2 separate regions of the Mus musculus genome follow, and region 2 is linked to region 1. Evidence: chromatin contacts called from public promoter capture Hi-C data. All regions are on one chromosome and are shown on one strand. The core of a region is the stretch at or near the end of the contact, and the rest is flanking DNA. Distances in the headings are between cores, read along the strand shown.

Region 1 (7,877 bases), core at 2,689-5,188:
CCTTGGCTCCCCAAGGAAGCCTCTTGGTTTCCATGTGACTCCCCGTGAGAAAGGCAGCCAAAGAGACATGGAACCTGCCTTTGCCTCCCGGCAGCTGTTCAGGCTTAGATTAACCATTCTTGTTGCGTTTCTAGTTTTCCATAGCTCCCTCTCCTGTGTCTGTTAGGATGGTCTTGGCCATGGGTTGGGTGAGGATGAACAGGAAGGGAAAGTTTGCCAAGGTCACATGGAATACCAGGTACTGGCTGGTCTTGTGTGTCACCCTGTCACAAGCTCTGGAGTTATCACAGAGAAAGGAGCCCCTCCTGAGGAAATGCCTCCATGAGATCCAGCTGTAAGGCATTTTCTCAATTAGTGATCAAGGAGGAAAGGCCCCTTGTAGGTAGCGCCATCTCTGTGCTGGTCGTCTTGGGTTCTATAAGAGAGCAGGTTGAGCAAGTCAGGGGAAGGAAGCCAGTAAAGAACATCCCTCCATGGCCTCTGCATCAGCTCCTGCTTTCTGACCTGCTTGAGTTCCAGTCCTGACTTCCTTTGGTGATGATGAACAGCAGTGTGGAAGTGTAAGCTGAATAAACCCTTTCCTCCCCAACTTGCTTCTTGGTCATGATGTTTGTGCAGGAACAGAAACCCTGACTAAGACACCACACGTAGCCGATTTTTCCGCTTCTTTTGACTATTCTTGCAGACTCCGAGTTACTGCTATGTCAGCCGTGTCCTGTTCTTCCCAGGCTGTGCTAAGAAGCCCCTTGCAGGGCTCTCCATAAAACGTCTTTCCGGTCGCAGCACCATGCATAACTCATCTGTTTGTGTATCTCTGCTTTTCTGGTCACTGGGAACATCGAGGTCCCTTTAATTTGCCTCGTCTAAACCAGCATTTCTCAAACTGTGCACAACGACCCTTTCTCGAGGCCACCTAAGACCATCAGAAAACACAGATATTTATATATTATGCTTCATAACAGTCGCAAAAGTACAGTTATGAAGTAGCAACGAAAATAATTTCATGGCTGGGGGTCACCACAGCGTAAGGAACTCTAGTCAAAGGTCGCAGCATTAGGAAGATCGAGAGTTGCTGGGCTAAGTAAGTCCGCAGGCAGTGCTTACAACAAACATAGCTGAATGTAACCGAGGCAAGAGTGAGCTGGAGGGTACTGCTCTCTTGTGTTACACTTAGGGCCATTTTCTTTTTCCCGTGTTTTATTGCGCCATTTTAAGCATAAACAGGACCAGAGACCATTCTTCTTATTTAAAAAAAAATGCAAGTAGAAATTTGGGGTAAATGACAAGAGTCCACATGCAACCCTCTTCCCCCTCCAGTCCCCCGCAGAGGCAGCTAAAGTCCTGAGTTGAGTGTGTATTCTCCGTGATACCGCATCTTGGTATTGTCTCTCCTATCAGTGTCCGAGGCAATCAATGCCTGGCCCTATTACCCACTGAGTTCTTGTTAATGATTGCAGGAGAGATCCCAGAGAGACAAGGGAAAGGGACTGGAGTTTTAAGTGGAAAAATAGTAATTTTAGAGGCATTACCTCACTCAGAATTTGTGAGAAAGCAGAACAAGACCCTTAAGCCATGTAGCCAGAAGCAATGCCCAAACTCCCCTCGTGTGTCTGCTGTGGATGGGACATCCAGCAATGTCCCAGTCCCTCTCCCAGTCCCTCTCCCAGTCCCTCTCCCAGTCCCAGTGGCATTCAAGCCCCAGGACAGCTGCTACCTTGAAGGAGCCAGATGTCTCTGCCCACACTTGCTGGCAAACACCTTTCCCCTCTAGCAGCCCTGTTCCTGTGGCTTTACTGTCACTATCCCAGTCACTGCTCCACCCTTATGGTGACGGTGACAAGACAACACAAAGCAGGTGACCCCTGGGAAAGGCACTTGGGTTGCCAGTCTGGTGGCGTTATATCAATGAGCAGCTAGCTGGCCATTATATAGAAAGATACATCTCATGCCGGTGGCAACTGTGGGATAAGCAGAGAGAAGTCACCTGCTTTAGTTAGACTTTGTGCTTCTGATATCTGGGTCCTACACGCCAGCAGAGAGAGGTGGCGGGTAAAGTTTGTTCTCCTTTGCTGCTGTGTTAGGAACAGTGACTTCAATGGCGTCTCAGGACCTCTTCTGGGTACTAAAATTGATTGACAGAAACAATAAAATGATGGGTGTGCTCTTCAATTGATATCTCAAGTTTATGGAGTCTGTCTTACAATACAGCAATTTGCAGTGTAGATACTAATATTGAGTTTCCCTCTGATAACCTCCACTCCTTACACACACACACAATCACAACCACAATACACACTTACTATTTGAGTGTGTGTGTCTTCCTCTCTATCGGTCTGTCTCTCTCTGTCTCTCTGTCTCTGTCTCTCTGTCTCTCTCTCTGAGTCTGGCATATAGCTTTTCTGATGTACCAATGGGAACAAAGACTCAGATTCATGCAGTGTTTTTGATGAGTTCCTACGGCCGTGTATTTACAGTGATGAGCTTTTTCTGAACCCCAACTCAACAAGCACGACTTGACTAAGAAGTTGGGAAGATTTTTCTTGGTTTCGCTGGTCTTGAGCTCCACCACTGGGCAGAGGGGAACCTTTGCTGTGCCTTTCTTTCACTGTCCTGTGGGCACCTTTGAGTCAGGCCCACTTGAGAAGGCAGCTGTTCCAATCAGGGTGTGGATCTTTCCACAAACACTTGTCATCTCCCGATTGCTTGGAGACAGAGGCAGAATGAGATGAAACAGGGAGGGGGAAGGGCACGTGGACGGGAGACTGAAAAAGCTGTTAAATGGAGAGAGGACACTAAGGGAACGAATTTTCTTTAGCTGTGTTCACAGGAGTTTCTCACGTGATACATTCGTGTCTCCCCCCCACTCTCTCTGTAGCACTGGGCTAGTTATGTGCACTGTGGCACTTCACACCCGAAAAGCCTTTTGTGTAGGTATTGTAATCTCTGTCTTTCATAGATCCAGAAAGCCATCTGTTTATTAAATTCTAATTCACACACTCCTCCAGAGAAGTTCCCCCCTACCTTGCCCCCCCCTTCTCTCTCTCTCTCTCTCTCTCTCGAATGGAACCATGGAATCCAGGGACTTAGATGTGTGAGCCAAGCTCTCTACCACAGAGAGATATTCCTATTCTTTTCACCTTTTGATTTTACAGATTTTTGGGCTTATTTTGAGACAATGTTGCTAGGTCACCTAGGCTGACCCCGAAACTCACTCTGTAGCCCAGGCAGATCTGGCACTTTCAATCCCCCTGCCTCAGCCTTCCAAGTAGCTAAGATTACAAGTCCCCACATCTGATGGAGAGCTGGCTCAGCGGTTAAGATCACTGTCTGCTCTTCCAGAGGTTCTTAGTTCAATTCCCAGCAACCAAGTGGTGGCTCACAACCATCTGTAATGGGATCTGATGCCCTCTTCTGCTCTTCTGATATGCAGGTCTACATTCAGTTAAAGCACTCATTAAAAAAAAAATTAAAGGAAAAAAAAAACGTACAATCAAGACTATCAGGCCTGGCTTGGGGTGGGAGTGGGGTGGGGTGTCCCCCTTTCTAAGAATACATAGAATTATACTCTATTTGAGACCAAGCTGCGAGGCTTCTCCTTAGGATGCAAATTTTGGGAGAGGGATGGTCTAGTTTTGGCTCCAGAGCAGACAGGTTCATCCCACCTTCGGGCAGCTGGAGCTGCTGAGCAGAAAGACAGACAATCTGGTCTAAAGAGTCCTTCACAGTGTGTGTGGGAGCTCGCCATTACAAGCAAAGAGAAGGCAAAACAAGGAGCAGAAGGCACAACTGGGTCTGAGATATAGACAGCTGTTGGACCAGGCTGCAGACATCCTGTGTACACAGACCTGGACCTCTACAGCGCAGGCGCGGAGCCAACCGCCTCATCCCACCACCCCCCCCCCCCCCGCACCCCCCTATCCCCACCCCCCACCCCCGCCTCCTAGCTTGGTCTACCTAACTCTTCAAGTCCTGCTCTGGCAATTCCTTCCCGTTCCTCCTCCCTCTCCAGTTTCTGTCACAGAGCCAGCCTGAAAACAGGTATGAGGTGGTGGGTCAGGTTCCATGAAGGAGTTGTATTTATTAGGCCACCCGCAGGGTAAGGGACAGCCTGAAGAGGGAAGCCCAGCTAAAGCAGGTTCCCACAGGAGTAAGGCGCAGGCTCACCTTGAACAACACACTACCTTCAAGGCCAATTAGATGGGAGGGGGTCTCCTGTAGCACCAACCTCCCGTGGAAAAGGCTTCCCTTTCCCTATGGAGGCCACGGGTTCATTCTGAGGGCTCCACTAGTCAGTGTGAAAGACAGAAAGGATCTTTATGAACTACAAACAGAAACGTGCATCACCGGGCTTAAGTCAAAAAAAGAAAAAGAGAGAATCTAGACATTTCTTACAGAGAACACAATTACAACATCTCTTTCTGATGATGAAAGTATCGCTTTGTTCAGTTTGAAAATAACTAAAATAAATAAATATACAATACTCTTATAATTCTTATTCTGGGCAAACAACATCTTTGGGTAACTTCCTTTTCCCCTTAAACTGAAGGAAGCAGCAGTGTGATTGGCCGCTGAACCGTCTGCTAGTCTTACTACTTTGTGTCTAACATCTCTTCTTTCAAGCTGAAGTTGTTTCCTGATTTTTCTTCTCCCACCTACAGCAGCCACAGGTCGCTTTTCCCTCCCAACGGGTCCGGCTGGCTGTGTGTTCTCATCTGTTAGCTAGAAGGGGCGCGTTTGTCTTTCTAATACTCTCTCAGATCTTTTGGGGTGTGCGGAGTTTGTGCGCTTGGAGTTTTTGGCCCTTCTTGCCCTCAGCCTTCATTCCTAAGCTGCCGGCACTTTTCTGCAGCCTACAGTCCCCGTGTGAAGCTAGCCTTGAACTTATTCTCTTGGGTTGCCAGCCTATCATTTCCGCAAAGCTCACGGCAGGAGAATGCCCAGTACTTTCAGTATCTTTCACTGGAGGTGTAATCTGAACGAGCTGACTGAGAGCAGCCCTTGTTCAAGTGAGTGTTGGCATCCTCTTCTCCCCCGGCGCCCCACTCCCAAACCCCAGCAAGTCAGGCTTCACAAGGAGACGCAACAAGGACTGTGGAAAAATGGAGAGAGAAACTGAGCTGCAATCCCACAGTCCCAAACAGTTCATGAAGTGCGCGCTTGGAGAGAGAGAGCCACAAGGCCCCTGGGAGCCTTTGTTTTTCCGAAAGCAGGAAGGTGTCGGAATTCTAACTGAAAAGTCTAGCTGAGCTGGATGGGGGAGGGTAAACTGACTCACTGGAAGCCCTTGGTGGCAGAGGAGGAACAGAAGAAATAGAAAATGTCTGTGGATCTTGAAAGATGACAAGGCAAAATTCAGGGAGCGTAAACCAACACCTGGCACCTGAGCTTGAAGCGGGCAACAGCATTAGCTAAGTAACGCGGCGCTTCTGAGAGGGCAACTTTGTATGGAAAATGAAATCATGCCAGGACAGACCTTTTTAGTGTGTGATGGACTGGATGTCCACGTTTAGCAAATGCAAGCTAAACAGGATGACGTCCTGCACAGGAGATGCGGGAGGAAGCTAAAGCTTACAGCTTGCACCCTGCATGTCACATATGACGGACGTCACTTAGACCCAGAACCGAGAAGATAGAAAAGGCTCTTAGCAAAAGTCAACAAGAGATGGGATGGACAGGGACCATCTGACAGGAATTTAAAGCAGCCACCAGGAAATTGCTTTAGCAGGGAATTACGAGCTAACGAGAAAACAAACACAGCAGAAAGTTTGAGAGAAGTGAAAAGGAGGAAGAGGAAGAAGGGGAACCTTACAACTGAAAAAGTGGAAAAAATAAACCCTGTTAATTAAAAATATGAAAATGAGATAGACAATTTTAAAAACAAAATACAAATGACCACTTACATGAAAACGTACCCAGCCTCACTAATCACAAGCAAATCAAAACCACAATGAAATGTCACCTTAGTTGGAAAGGTTACCTCCCTCCCCCAAAGAGACAGAAAAGAATGAACATTGGTGGATGAGAAAGGCGAGTCCCATACACACACTGTTAGTAAAAATTAATAAATACCACCATTACATTGTGTGACACAGCAGGTCCCACTACCCACAGCACATCTAAAGGAACTGAGACTAACAAGTGAATGAGAAATCGCTGCCATGTTTACTGTGGCAATATTCACAATACCCAGGACATGGAATCAAGCTAAATGTCCACCAGGAAATGGACAAAGTGAAGAACGTCATATACACAATGGAATATTACTCAATCATGAAAAAGTGAAAAAGCTGCTGTGGGCAGCAACATGGAACCAAAGGTCACCCAGTGAACTAAGTCAGTAATAGAAAGACAAATGCTTTCATTTAAACATGGATGCTGAAAAGCTGATCTCAAAGGAGCAAAGGCTAGGATAGTGGTTAACAAAGCCTGGGCAGGTTGGATGACACTGGACAGGACACAGAGGATTCCTAACTGGTACAGGGGTGACCCTGAGTAGAGGCAGCATCCAATGTTCTATAGCACGATAGCACATTGTAAGTTCTATGGGATAGCCATAGTGACAGCAATTCACTGAATATTTCAAAATAATAGCATATTCCCAGCAAAAAGGTAAATTAATATTTGAGGTGATGGTTCTGCCAGTTATCCAGTCCTGATCAGTACCTACTTATGTATTAAAACACTATACTATACCCCATTGATACATGTATCACAGTGTGCCATTAAAAATAGAACTGAAACAATTTTAAATACTTACTGGATATAATCAATAATTGAATGAATAGAACATAGGAAAATGTTTGAGAACTCGAGATGGGAAAAGCAGAAGTTGCATAACTTGAGCAACAGGGAGCCCTAGCTATCTGGATGTAATGTGACCTAATGTGACAGATTTAACCTTGGTACAGTAGACTTCCGCAGGCAGGGCGGGGTGGGGGCAGGGCAGGGCGGGGCAAGGGAGGGGGAACAGCATGGCAGAGGAAAGGTGCTCAAGTAAGTAATGGCCAAAAACTCCCCTAAAGCCAAGATCAGGAAGGTCAGTGGATCTCAGATGAAAAAAATCCACGTCTTCCTCACATTTAGTCAGGTGAAAGAGAAGTCATGAGCTTTCTAAATTATGTTGGATGGTTGATTAAATGTCTCTAACGTTATCTAGTGCTGTTCTTAACATATGCAATGGAAATAGGAAAGATGATGATTCTATGAAGAGGGTGATAAAACCTTAGGGGAAAAAAAAAACTCAGCTGGGCATGGTGGTGCACGCCTTTAATCTCAGCACTCGGGAGGCAAAGGCAGGTGGATTTCTGAGTTCGAGGCCAGCCTGGTATACAAAGTGAGTTCCAGGACAGCCAGGGCTATAGAGAAACTCCGTCTCGAAAAACCAAAAAACCAAACCAAACAAAACAACAACAACAACAAAAAAACCTCTATTTTTTGATTGATTAAATTTAATTGATTTTCATACACATATACAGGGCATTCCATTCACTCTCACCTCCTCCCTTTCCTCATTTCCTGCTCACCCCTGCCATTACCCCCATCCTCCCCACAGGTCCCCTTTCTATACCCACATCTTTTTGCTTTTTTTAAATGACCCACTGATTTTAACTAGGACCCTGCCTATGGCCACCGGTTTGGAGCTAGACAATAGTGCTCAATGGGAGCAAGATTTGGTCCATAGCTGAAGACAAGGACTTCCCAGCCCTAGAGTCTATCAGTCATAAATAGTTCAACAGGGAGGGGTGAAGTCTCATGAGCCCCTCCATGTTCATATTGGCTGCTTGACAGGCCCCATCTTGTGCAAGCAACCATAGCTGCTATGAGATCATAATTGTAATGACTGAGTCACGCCATGAAGATAGGATTTTGCAGCCCTT
Region 2 (7,877 bases), core at 3,433-5,932, 2.7 Mb before region 1:
GGAACCCCATAATTGCACAAAGCCACACACACATATGCGGCATCCAACGGTGTCCAACACCCAGATGACTCCAGACTTGTTCACCTTCTTTCCCTTCTCCCACACAAAGCTCCCCAGTCAAAATTCAAATGTCAGGCTGGCATTTTATTAAACAGGGTGTGACATGATGTCACCAGGTTTCCACATGATATGGAAACAAATCAGACCAAGGGTACACAGTAAAGGTATACTTTTTAACTCTCTTCCCCACCCCCATCCTTTCTCGTTAATGCCTTATCAAAGCTAACTACAAGTAAAGGCGTCTACAGCTCTCATTTGCCAAACTACACATAGAAACCCTAGACAGGAACTTCTGTAGCAGAAATGCTAAGTTCACATGTAGACCTCCAAAACTTACAAGAAAAATTTTAAAAGCAAAGGTGTAGAGGAAGATAAAATGGATGCCTTTCTTCCCTGGTAAGCATTTATGCCAATATAACATACAGTTGAAACATCGTTACAAGTGGATAATATCGATATACTCTACTTAGCCTAAATTTCAAATTTAAAGGAAACGCCAATTAGTGTTATTTTATTGCCCCAAAATAGACTAGGAAGGGCTATGCTTACAACAGAAAGATATCATTCCTATTAAGCAGCACATTTGATTATAAATGCTCTCGCTGCACTTTGTTAAACTGTAGTGAACATTCGCTAACCAAACCCTCACGAGTCAGAAGGAAAGCCACAAGGCAAAAGACAGGCACTGTTAACTAAAGAGGTACCTATGCCTTGGTACCGTCTTCTCGGTGGAAACTGCATTCCGATTCCAGCGGCTAAGCAGCAGATGTCAAACAACCAATAAACTGCTTAATTTCATTTGATTGGAAGGGATATTAAAGAGAACACCGTACTCTTCCCTAGTCTCCTAAAAAACATTTACCCCAAAGCGTATCTGGTGGCTTCCGAGTCGATGGGGGAGAGGACAGAACAGAGAGGCTGTGTCCTGAATTGCAACGGTGTGTCCCCTCACATGGGTGAGTCTCCACATGTCATCTCGGCAGTGTGAACACTGGCTGCCACAACCCATATGTTGCCGTTGCTCTGCTCAACCCTGCGTGCAGTAGCCATAGCTCATTCAATATTGTCTTGACAGAGGCTTCCAAGACAAACCCAAGTTATGAACGGCATATAGGTTTGATGGGAAACTACGTAGCCTAGCCAAAACACCTTTTGTATGTGACAATAGTACCAAAAAGGTACACTCCACTGAGTGGTCCCTGTGAGTGGACGCACTATCATTCCTCATTTGCTCCTCTGCCTTATCTTTAAGACAGGGTCTCTCACTGAGCCCAGAGCTCCCCAACACAGCTGGATCGGCTGCCTAGCAAGATGCAGTAATCATCAGGTCTCCACTTCCCCAGGAGGAGCACTGCAGGCAAGCACTTGTGCACCTGGTTTGTTTACACGGGCTCTGGGGTTTGGAACTCCGATCCTCCTGCTTGCACGGATGCTGACTAAGCCATCTCCCCAGCTCCTCCCATCCATGTCTAAACCAAAATTAGCATTTTAAAGAAATATTGCTGAGATAGAGACTTAAATATATATATATATATATATATATATATATATATATATATATATATATATATATACATATATATATATATGGATCTTGAGGAAGCTAGAACTTCATATTAATTCGAGTTATAATCAACAAAGATACTTTAAAAAATAAAATTCACATAAAAAAAGTTATACTAGTCTCCATAATGTGTTTCAGCATGGTAAATAGAAGCTGGGGTTGGAAGAGGTATAGAAAGGGCACAGCCCACATTAGGATTTAATGCTACAAATTGGCCTTTTGGTTGACTGTATTCTCAAACAATATTAAAAATATAATATGTATTCCATGTTGATTATTTTTTTTGACTGGCCTGATAGCTTATATTTCAAAAGTAATCATGGGGCAGTGGGGCAGTCTATACAATGTTACTTCAAATGCAAAGAAAAAAAAACGTCAAGCACTCAATACATTCTGCAAAGGGCATAATCCGAGCAGTGTCCTCTGACAGACATACCAAAAGTCACGGAAGCATCTCAATACACTCACATACACACGATACAACCACATACGCAAGTTCTACGTTTATGGACGATGTTTAAAGAACAAAATCATTTGCACATTCTCAATAAGGCAGGACCTCAAAAAATACTACTAATATACATATATATATATATATATATATATATATATATATATATGTATGCACACACACTTCTATACACACGTGCTGTTTAGAAAAACATCTCATGAGCAATGAATAAAAACATTGAATAAATAAATAAATAAATAAATAAATAAATAAATAAAAGCAACCAAGGGCCATACATTCCCTGTTCCCTCCTGTTGGAGGAGCTTTGGCTGCCCAATTTGTCTGACTCAGATTTTTGTGCACTGGAGGAATTCCGGTCTTATCTCAACCAAGCAGATTAGGTGATCATCTTTCAAAGTTACTATATTTCTAAAAGACATACAAGTACATTTTATTACAATCCCCCCCCCCAAAAAAAAAATCTACCCACTTCAGCATTCTGATAAAAACCTAGGGGCAACACAGTAGTGATTTTTTTTTTTTAATCATCAAACTGACGCACTTAACATCAGGTGCGTCGCAGCATTTAGCTGATAGGACAGACCTGGGTGCTTGACAGACCCCTTTCTTTCATTGCTTCAACCTGGTAGTGAAATATTGGCACCTGGATCTGCAAATCTTAAGATATGGTTATGCAAAGGCAGGCATTGAAGCATTTCTGTAGCAGGGATACCACTGGGCGCGGGGCGGGGGGGGGGGGGTAAATCCATGGTCACACGCCAGAAGTGTACTGCAAATGAATGCACAACTCTAATAAGGAAGTGGTTTTAAAAGGGACAGATTCCCTGAGTCATTAAAAAGGCTATCAACCAAAGACGCGCTGTGCCACCTAGAGAAAAACTGGAAACTGTACATTGGTTTCTTGGCTGTAAGCATTTTTTTCCAAAACCTGAAACTTTTAGCATGACGAGTAACACCAGCCACCGTCCATACCAGCTCCCCCACGCTGCAGAATCAAATTCTTTTGGGGTGGGGGGGGCAGGGGGGAAATAGCGCTGTCCCTTCTACACACCAGATTGGCTTCCTGCTTCCATCACAGCCTACCCACGAAGCACCATTTAACCTCCAGCACCAACTGTTAGTCATGAAGACCCTGCAGCCTGAAAGCCATTCAATTCTCAAGCAGGTTCCTTGAACAAGCCAAAGCAGGCTGTAGTTGAAGCAGCAGGAGTATATAAACCCTGGTGGACCTTGACAGCCAGGGAATCCCTCTGGATGCTGCGCACCCCACAGCCCCATGGGGCCTTGGTAGGAAATTTTGGTGTACTCCGTACATGATATCCAGGTTACGGCCAACCACTGCACAACCCAAACACCGTAAGATGACAACAGAACCAAGCGTTTAGAGTGCAAAAGGCCTTCAACTTTTCCTCTCCGCGAGTCACTTCAAAACAACGTGCCCAGCACACTTGGCAGGCTGAAGCACAAAGGGGCTGCAGAGCCACCTGGCACGGAGAGCCGTGTCTTCCGAAGAAAACAGACAGTAATTATGAAAAGTCCGCAGTCCTGCGGTATTAACTAGAAAGCCGGGACTGCGCTGGGCATAACTCATCTTTTAGGCAGTCACTACCAGCCAGGGGACAGTCAGTCCTCTCTCCCCTCCCCCCTTCCAGCGACCCAAGGCAGCGCCCCCTACCCGCCCCCCACACTCTTCCCCCTTCTACTCCCCCTTTAAGAATCTCCTGCAACTTTGGGTTTGGCAGCACCATCGTAGCCCAGCCAGAGGCGGGGACATCGTCAAGGCGGCCGCGGCAGGAGGAGGAAAGTTTGAAAAGTCACTTAAAGCATTGCAAGATTCTCCCCCACCCCCAGCACCAGGAGAGCCCACCGCACAGAGAGGAGCCGGGGCTCCACGTGCGCAGCGGGCCCAGGAGAAGCTGGAGTTCCCTCTAGGTCCTCGGTAAGAAAAAACAGAATCTTTCCCCGGGCGAAAAGTTGCTTGCCGCAGCACTGTTCCCTTGCCCCCTCGGCTTTTCCCCCCTCCAGATCCCCAAACCCCCTCTCGGATTTCGCAAGGTGCCACCTGGCCTGGAGCGCGGTCCCCGGAGGGCACGGCGCCCCTCCCTTGCCGGCCGGAGGACAGGTCTCGGGGAGCTGGGGGACAGGGAGGCACCGAGGGCGCCCGGCCCGGCCCCCCAGGCTCGACCGCCAGGCTCACCTCTCTCCTGCTCCTCCGCTTGTAAGCAGATGGGGATGTTCTTCTTCCAGCCCGGCATGGTGTCTGCTCCCTGAGCTTGCTCCGGGGCGTACTCGCTGGCTCGCTCACTCGCTGGTCGCCGGCTCTGGGGCTCGCCGCGCCTCCTGGCTCACGCCCTCCGGCCGGTAGCAACACGCCCGAGGCTGCTCAGCGGGGCTGGGGCGCCGAGGCGACTCCCCGATACATTGAGGCGACGCCGCGCGCCCCGCTGCTCGCCTCCAAGTCTCCCGAGCTCCCCGGGGGTGGCGGTGGCGGTGGCTGTGGCGGTCGGGCCGCGCGGTAACCGGGCAGAGCTGGGGGGGGGGGGGGGTTCTGCAGCCGCGGTGGCGCGGTGTGGCCGCGAGGCCGGGGGACCGGAGCAGGCCGGTGTAGGACCGCCGAGCCCCCGGAGGTGGGCGCCGGCGGGAGCTCAGGGCTGGCGCCGCCTCGCTCCGCTCCTCCTCCTCCACCTCCTCCTCCTCTTCGTCGTCCTCGCCTTCTCCTTCCTCGTCCCTCCGCCGCCAGCAGGTGGGACTCGGAGCCGCCGCGGCCGCACAAAGCTCCTCGGGGCGGGCGGGACCGAGCTGCGGGCTCCCGGGGCGCCTGTCGCCAGAGCCTCTCCCCCCGAGACGCGCGCGAGGCTGGGCGGGCACGGAGGGGCGCGCGCGCTCACACCCTCGGCGCCCGGATCGCCGGCCTGCGAGGCGCGCCCGGCCCGCCAGGTACGGAGCCTGGCACCCCGCCGCCGCTGCGGAGCCCTCGCCCGCCCCTCCCGGGCCTCCCGCCCCGAGCCCGACCGGCCGCTTAGGCGGCTTTGGCGATGACCTCGATGAAGCAGGGGGCAGTGTCCTTCCCTCTAGTCCCTCCTTCTCGCCGCTCACTCCCCTCCCCAGCCCTGCCCGTCGCCCCCTCCCCCAAGTTGAGACTCGCAGCTCCGGATTCGCTAACTTCGCCCTCAACACAGGGGCAGTGGCAACTTTCGGGATGGTCGGCGCTGGTCCCAGGGGTGGGGACGGTGGGAGCCAGGAGCCCCTTTTGTTTTAAAGGATGCAAGCAGACCTCAGCTGAGTGAATATTTAATAGCTGTCTTCAAGTGTAGGAAGGAATTTTATGATCAGGTTTTATGATTAGTTTCTTCCTCTTGTCATAGGCTCACAGAAAGAAAAAAAAAATCAGTGGAAAATGAATAAAGGTGGGGAGGGGGAGGGGGGACAGAAGCCTTTGTACCAGAGCCTGGAAGGTTCTGCCCAGGCATGTGGGCTCTTCCTTGAGACCTCAGTGCTACTAGGAGAGGGACTTTTGGCAGCTGTCTGTCTTGCATGGAGATGCCATTCATTTCTTCAAGCCTGGGCCTCTGGCTGGAAAATAGCCATGCCTTTCCCTCCCATCTGACGGGTTCTGAAGAGTTTGGAGCCCCAGAGGCTGTATCTACTGGAGTGTGGTTTGGGGGTTTCGCCTCTGCGGTTTCTTTTGGCCTCTGAAGGAACTGTGGTTCCTCTCCCTCAATGGGGACATCAGCTCTTGCCAGCCTTCTGCTCTCTCACTGCCAGAGCAATAGCATAATCACACAGCACCTGAAGATAAGGTCTGTCTTCTCCTGCCATCTCATAAACTGTCTGATCAAGCAGGGATGTTGGCACCTGCCGTTGCCCCTTGTGCGAGTGCTTGGTTGTCACTGCAGAGCTGCCCTGCTGCCAAAAACCAGTGGCTGTCTCTCCTAAGGAAAGAAAGGAAAGGATTCAAGAGCAGAGCTACACAGCACCTGGGAGCTGAAGAGCTAAGTAGAAACTGAGTCACAACATCCCAGGGGTTCTTAGAAATCCCATCTGCGCTGGGCAGTGGTGGCTTGGTGGTGCATGCCTTTAATTCCAGCACTTGGGAGGCAGAGGCAAGTATGTCTCAGAGTTCGAAGCCAGCCTGGTCTTCAGAGCGAGTTCCAGGACAGCCAAAACTATACAGAAAAACTCTTTATTGTCCCCGCCTTGGCCCCCCACCCCCACCCCAGTCCCATCTGAGCAGGCTCCTTTCAGACTCTTTGTAAAATCCAGAAAAACAGATGGCATAACTTTGGTCTTGCCCTAAGTTTGTTTCAAGAATGTGCCTTGATTTTCCGGAAAGATTAAAGGGCATCCAGCAATAGCCAGGCTGGCTACAAGTACAGGCATACACTCAGCTTCCAGCAACACAAAAACCGCTGGAGCATTTGATGTAATATCTACGATGCGGATGATTATTCTAACAGGTGTTATTCTGGGGGGCCTGACTAATAAACCTCTGATATGAACTGGCCCTTACTCATGAGGTTTTACTGCAATCAACGGTATGATTGCCCCACCAAAGTGACAGCCTAGTGATGCCAGAGTTCTAACTTGTACCTACTGATTATATTTTTAACTCTGACAAAATCCCTACTATGTGTTGGACTCTTGGATAAAAGCTAGGGATACTGGAAGATTTTTTATTTATTTTATTTTGGTAGTAATTCAAATTAGCACATCTTAGATACTAGGGTCAGATATTATCTTGTGACTAATACAGCTGCAAAGAACAAACTCTCTAAGTCATAACTTGCCCCACCTCGTGTTATTTGTCTCAAATATGTGTTCACTGATAGCGAACATCTTGCATCACCATATCGTATATGGCCATCAGCAACTAAGTCCCTAGCTGTGTCCCGGATAGTAGCTTTTCTTTTTGTATCTCTAGCTACAAATGTAGCTTTTCTCTTTGTATCTCTAGCTACAAAGGAAATAAACTCACTGATACTCAAGGGTGATAGCATTTGCCCTCAGTGGGCTACCCCTGGTATTCTCTTCATGAAGCCTTCTCATTGTATTATTGCGATCACTTGACAGAAAAATATTAGAAAAATACTACTAGGTAATTTGAATTGAGTCTGATGTAGCCTTATATTCAAAACAATGCATCTGAAAGTCTATTCCAAGAGATTGTAACATTATCTCGAGCTTTATTTTTAAAACAAAAAACTAGATCTCAAGCAGCTAAGCACATTCATTTTTTTTTTCTTTAGTAAATTTGAAAATTAATGTCCTTTAAAGAATGGGCAGTAACAGTTAATCAAAAGGGGGGCCATGAATTTGAAAAGGAGTGGGTGTCTTGGGGTTTCCATTGCTATGAAGAGACACCATGACCAAGGCAACTCTTTAAAGGACAACATTTAATTGAGGATGGCTTAATGGTTCTGAGGTTCAGTCCATCATCATCTAGGCAGGAAGACAAACAGGAGAAGACTGTCTTCCAGGCAGCTCGGAAGAGGGTCTCAAAGAACACCCCGACAGTGACATACTTCCTCCAACAAGGCCACACCTCCTAATAGTGTCACTCTCTGGGCCAAGCATATTCAGACCACCACAGTGGGGAAGGGGGGATATATGAGTTTGGAGGGGGGAAGGGAAGGGAGAAAAGCTGTAATTAAATTAAGCCAAAAAATAAACAAATAAATAAGGAAGTACCTATCCCTGCAGCCATGGTTTCTAGACAAGATCTCAATCTGTGGAATTACTTTGAACATAAATTCTTCCAAGAACCTAGAGCAACTTGAATGG

Evidence for each region. Promoter capture Hi-C pulls out the DNA fragments that hold promoters and counts their contacts.
Region 2: a contact with region 1 is called in a promoter capture Hi-C map of pre-B cells, with 2.9 times the contacts expected there. The contact joins the promoter of Grip1 here to the promoter of 1700030O20Rik in region 1.

The regions. Positions count from the first base shown.
Region 1 is chr10:116,725,238-116,733,114 of GRCm38.p6, reverse strand. It overlaps 1700030O20Rik (RIKEN cDNA 1700030O20 gene), which reads left to right and starts at 3,938. Exons shown (of 3, transcript NR_045345.1): 1 at 3,938-4,038. It overlaps 4930579P08Rik (RIKEN cDNA 4930579P08 gene), which reads right to left and starts at 3,862. Exons shown (of 3, transcript NR_131036.1): 1 at 3,663-3,862; 2 at 1,985-2,122.
Region 2 is chr10:119,450,839-119,458,715 of GRCm38.p6, reverse strand. Grip1 (glutamate receptor interacting protein 1) reads right to left here and starts at 4,682. Exons shown (of 23, transcript NM_001277292.1): 1 at 4,294-4,682. The coding sequence starts at 4,351.